Regions from separate parts of the Arachis hypogaea genome. Here region 2 is linked to region 1. The links are chromatin contacts, called in public Hi-C maps. All regions are on one chromosome and are shown on one strand. The core of a region is the stretch at or near the end of the contact, and the rest is flanking DNA. Distances in the headings are between cores, read along the strand shown. Region 1 overlaps LOC112782244 (methyl jasmonate esterase 1). Region 2 holds the start of LOC112782789 (kinesin-like protein KIN-12D).

Region 1 (2,704 bases), core at 186-2,685:
ATTCTGCATAATTCAAAACACTTCCTCTTCCTCCTCTTTATCTTCTGCTGCTTCTTATTTATTTTTTTCTTCTTATTTTACCTTCTAACAAAAATACATAATATTGTAAAATCAATAAAAAGAGGAGGAAGAAAAAAGTGCAGCAACAACAGTAGCAATAAAAAGAACGACAAAAAAGATGAAATACGCAAAGAAGAAGAAGGAATACGAAGAAAAAGGAGAAAAAACGCAAAGAAAAAAGAGAAAAAAGAGGAGAAGGAGAAGGAATGCGAAATACAAACGTTGGAGGAGAAACATCATAATTTTACGCGCGCGTTATAATAGTAAATTTTGTTGAGTTAAGATTAACTTATATAAACTTATATGTTAAAAAAAGCTTGTATTTATAACATGTCTCATAAATTATTAGATCAATTTAGTTGAGGTTGAAAAAGATTTATAAGTAGAACAGGCCTGAAAATATAATTGGTTTCCGTAGTAGTTATTTACTTTTAATTAACATCATGCTATTCAGCAAGGATAATGCAAACTTTTCAATCATTTCGATAATTTTCCCTATTTTTAAATCTAGAAGAAAAGTGCTTCTTGTTGCTATTTGCCTAAACACCTAATTAAGTTGTTACATGTGGCAGTCTTTGCTCTTTAAAGAAATCATATGATGTATTGAAAAACATGACTCATTTGATATGAAATTTATAAATATATCTATATAAACATTCATCAATTTAGTTTAATTTTATTCCTTTGGGGGGCCAATAGGCATTCCTTGTATTTGAAAACAAAATTTAAATATAATGAGTTGATGGGGTACTTATCTATATACACTTTTATTTATTAAAAAAATATTAATTAGCAAATTTTCAGAGGAGTGAAGTATCGAAAATTCAAAACTGCTGCTAAAATATAATGTTGCGAATAAGCAGTTTTTGTCTAGTTATACCTAGGATGTTTTTGTTTGTCATAAATTCATAATGATGTTTGGATTTTCTTTGATTTTTCTTTTTTTGTTTTTAATCAGAGATGCTTGGGTTATTTATCATGGATTTGAAAATTTAACAATAGGGCTTGGGCCCATAATGCTGAATCATATTTTGATAGCTTTCTGAATGAAAAATGTAAATACAAAACTCAAACAAATACATCATTATTGTCACCTCCAAAAAAAAAAAAAACGAATACATCATTACTGTCATACTTGGTTAACAGCTTTTTGAACTCAATTAAGTAAATTTTTTTTTTTTGCTTTTCTTTTATAAAATTGTACTAAAGGAAGGTAATCTGTAAGATATTGCCAAATACCATAATAACAGGGCATGGGATTTTTATTTATTTGTCATATGACTCATAATGTATAGCAAGGAGTATTGTATTGTATTGTATTGTATTGTATTATTTGTGTAAAACATAATTATATATGTTAATCATAATAATCAGCAATGGATTGCAGTTGAAGGGCAAGGTTTATGGGCTTGGACATCATGACCATGTGATCAGATCCAGCAATCTCAACCGTGCGATTTGGGGGATTGTTTTCAATCATAAATTGTTGAAAATCTAGAGTGGCAAAAAGATCATTTTTAGACACAATGAAGACACGATTTACAGAACCATATCTTGTGGTTGATGGGGTTACCACCCGTACTATATCATCAAGACTGAATAATTTTAATGGTCTCATCAACGTTGTTGCTAGAATCCAGTCCTGTAAATAAAATTTGACGTAATTGATCATCAATTCATTTAGGTGTCCATTTTGAGTTTCAATTGAGTAAACATATTAAAAAAACACACACACACAGGAAATATATCACATGAAAATGACATTTTTATACGAGAATATAAAAATGTATTTATAGTTATTGAATTAGTTTTAATAGTTAAGATTAAACATACCTAATAAATAATACTATAAATGCATTTAATAAATTCATGACAACATATTTAAGAGGAATGTCACGGAACCAGATTATATAATTTATAGCCATTAATTAGTAATTAATAATGTTTTTAATGGTGTGAGATTACTTGATAAAAGTGTCCGTCAGAATTTAATAAAAGTATTGGCCCCTAGACTTTTTCTATATTTAAAGCCGTTGCATTTATGGTCATTATTTTTAATTTCTATTAAAATATATCTAATAAAGATATTAAAATAATTAATTTTATATATTCATAAAAAGAACATAATTAAAAAAATGTACACAAACAATACTTTTTAAAAAAATAGAATCATATAATAATTAAAAATATTTTATTTCAATATATATTACAATTTTATTTTTGAGATAATTGTTATAAGAATTATTTCAATATATATTTCCTCTTGAGAGAGAAGCTATGAATTCTTATTTAGTTATTTTGTTATTTTTTTTATAAAAAAGAAAGGAGCGGATAAACAAAGAAATAGGAAAATATACTTGCCTGCAGATTTCTAAACTTGTTCGGCAATGATAAAGAAAGGATCTTTTTCCTATCAGTCAAAATTAGATGCCATGATCATGAATAATAAAATCAATAATAGAGAAGAATGATGAATCCAAGATATGGAATCTGTGTTGCAAGCTTGCAGCTATGGAAGTTGGCGACAGGAAGCTCATTCGGTGAATCTAGATTCTTTACACCATAAAAGTGATCAAGTGGGAAATTGACCTTGTCATTAGAGGCAGAGAGGAGATCAAGTGAAGGAAAGCTCCAACGTTAACGC
Region 2 (2,700 bases), core at 169-2,668, 450 kb before region 1:
ATACCTGTCCATATGCGAACATACAACTGTTATATCCTGAAAGGCAGTTTTCTACCATTGGAAGACCAGCCATTCGGAAAATCATTTCCTACATAAAAATAAATAAATAACTAAATAAATAATAAAAAGAGAGAGACAGAAGAAATTAACAACTTCATCCAGTGAATCCGTGCATCAACCTCTCTTTTCAATGCTAACACACCTGGTCTACTGTTTCACATGCAACATGGTCAAATGTGAATCGAGATTCCGGTTGCCCAACCCAAGTAATGCACTGCGCACTTTCTTGCTTCAAACATCTGTTATAACCATGCATACTCCTCTCCATGCTATTGAGGGGGCGAACACGAATAATAACCTAACCAAGTTTTCGCATTAGAATTCAAAACCCCCTTCCAAAAAAAAACCCAAAAATAAATAAAAAGAGAAGCTAATTAGCTCAATTGGGATACATATCTTAATCTTACCTGTACATTGTGATTAATCCAGAAGGAAGGATCTTCCTTGAGATCAAAGTGAGGCACTTCGATAGTGTTAATAACCGTTGGGGTAACAGCCGAGCTAGGAACCCCTTTATACAAGGAAATATAGCTTCCCAAGCGAGCACTGAAACTTCCATCAGCCTTACTCCGAACACTTGAGCTCGGAGGAGGCTTTGTCACACTCTTTGTCGGAGTGCTCTGCACCGAATTGCTCTCCGAACAAGCCGTGGTAGCAGCAGCAGCTCTTCCTCCAGTGCGTGTCACCCTAGGAGTGACATTACTCACAGCACCAGATCCCCTCCTCTCATCGCACATGGAAACTGCATCGTTCTTCTGATTCCATCCGAACCGGTTCTTGGACAGGACTGATCCTCCTGCTGCGTGCTTATCCGGCGTGCGAAACGGCACAGGTGGATCAGATCCTCTTGCTTTGTGGAGCTTAGAAGGAGTCCTCTCGATCTTGCTAAGAGAACTCCCTTCCTGAATTGTGTTTAGTGGAGGTCTAGAACCTTCGCCGCAGCTCGAAGCAGCAGATGCGGAATCCGAAGGATCCACATTCTCGATCTCTTCGTTTTTCACTGGATTTCGGCGCGTCAACTTGGAATCTCTCAGCATTCTACCACAGAAAAACAAAAAGATCAGAAATGACGCAGTAAGCACACAAAAAGAAACAATAATAAAAACTGCAGTGTTCATTTCATACCTGAATGAGGAGTTGAAGAACAGAATCCCGTATCTGCGAATTTGAGAAATTCTGAACCTTAATTGTTTCCTGCCTGTTCAAGATGGATTATTGGAGTTTTTGCTAGGGATTTGAGATAGAACTGGATCGCTCAACATAGATCGTGTTCTAACTCGAACTCGAACTCGAACTCATTCATGCACACGCACACAGACACTCTCTCTCTCTCTCTCTCTCTCTCTCACGCTAGATGTGAGGGTTTGGGGAGGGCTTTGCTTTGTTTTCCGTTTGATTTGAAAATTTTGAAGTGGAATAGTAGTAATGAAAAGGGACTTACATTAAACGGCTGAGATTCGATCTAGGATTCAAATTTGTGTACATAATCGCGGTTTCATGGTTCGAATTGCGAGGGTATTTTTGTCATTGGGATGTGGGTTCTTGACACCGTGTTGGTTGTAATTAAAGCAAGGATTCAAATTTTCAACGGCTAAGTTAAGTTGGGTTAAGTTGGGTCCATTGCTATATTAACTATGATTCACGTTTTTGCATTAATGGGCCACAGAGCTTAAACGAACTGTTCTCCTATGAAGTTATGAAACCTGACCCCAACAAAAAAATGTTTTGTAAAATCAACTTAGCTTGGTTTAATGATTAATTCACTATTTCGTTTAAATAAGTATTAAAGATTTAAATTTCGCCTTATATAATAATTTATTGATTAACAACAAATTTTTAATAGTACTTAGATCTTTGGTTTGTTGGATTGAGAGCAAAGACGAATTATAAAATTTTAATATAGATAAGCCGAACTTTATTATATTTTTATTATATTTTAATATGAATATTATTTTTTTTATCATATAATTATTGAGTTATTTCTTTAAAAAAGTTTATCAATATATATTAAAAAAATTATAAATTCTTTTTTATAATTTTATTTTTAGTGAAAGAGTCTAGCAGCGAAAACAATACAAATATTCAACACAAGAGTAATATGGAAGCACTCACAACATAATATAGCAGCAACAATAACAAGCAGATATAGCAAGTAAAACAATAACAAGAACACACTTGGATTTTAACGTGGAAAATCCCCTCAATGTGAGAGGTAAAAATCACGGGGTCGTCCAGACCAATGAAATAGCTCCACTATAATCAAATGAGGTATAAGAGAGTCTCAAACAAAGCACAAAAACGTGCATGTAACCAGCTAAAACATCAAATCACCAAAGCTTACAAATGAGAAGCAAGAAGATGAAATATACCCAAAAACAGAGCTTCTGTCGAAGCCAATTTCTCCCTCTGCAGACCTCCAATTAAAATCTCCACCCTTCAGAATGAAGAACAAGATATGAAGAATCTACAGTTTAAATTTCACGTCGATCCAACGGTGAAAGAATGAGAAATTGCCGTTCAAAGATTGCTGCTCTGTGTAAAAATAGGAAACCTAATTCCTCTCTTGCGAAGCCAATTTCTCCTACTGCAAACCTTCAATCAACCTCTCCACCGACCAGAATGAAGAACAAGATGAGAGGA

The links. Hi-C and Micro-C count contacts between places; a contact is called where the count stands out from the background.
Region 2: a Hi-C map of leaf shows a contact between it and region 1, with 7 times the contacts expected there. The contact joins the promoter of LOC112782789 here to the enhancer-like site in region 1. A contact is called at or near these places in 2 of 8 Hi-C or Micro-C datasets (both in leaf).

The regions. Positions count from the first base shown.
Region 1 is chr20:45,095,197-45,097,900 of arahy.Tifrunner.gnm2.J5K5, reverse strand. LOC112782244 (methyl jasmonate esterase 1) reads right to left here. Exons shown (of 3, transcript XM_025824591.3): 3 at 1,297-1,702. The coding sequence ends at 1,418. Among protein-coding and RNA genes, the nearest start is that of LOC112782244, 13 kb to the right of the region's middle. Within about 2 kb of position 1,435, at least 2 of the 3 cell types and tissues checked have open chromatin away from gene starts, as enhancers often do.
Region 2 is chr20:45,548,900-45,551,599 of arahy.Tifrunner.gnm2.J5K5, reverse strand. It overlaps LOC112782789 (kinesin-like protein KIN-12D), which reads right to left and starts at 1,418. Exons shown (of 38, transcript XM_025825382.3): 1 at 1,186-1,418; 2 at 468-1,098; 3 at 203-358; 4 at 5-88. The coding sequence starts at 1,097.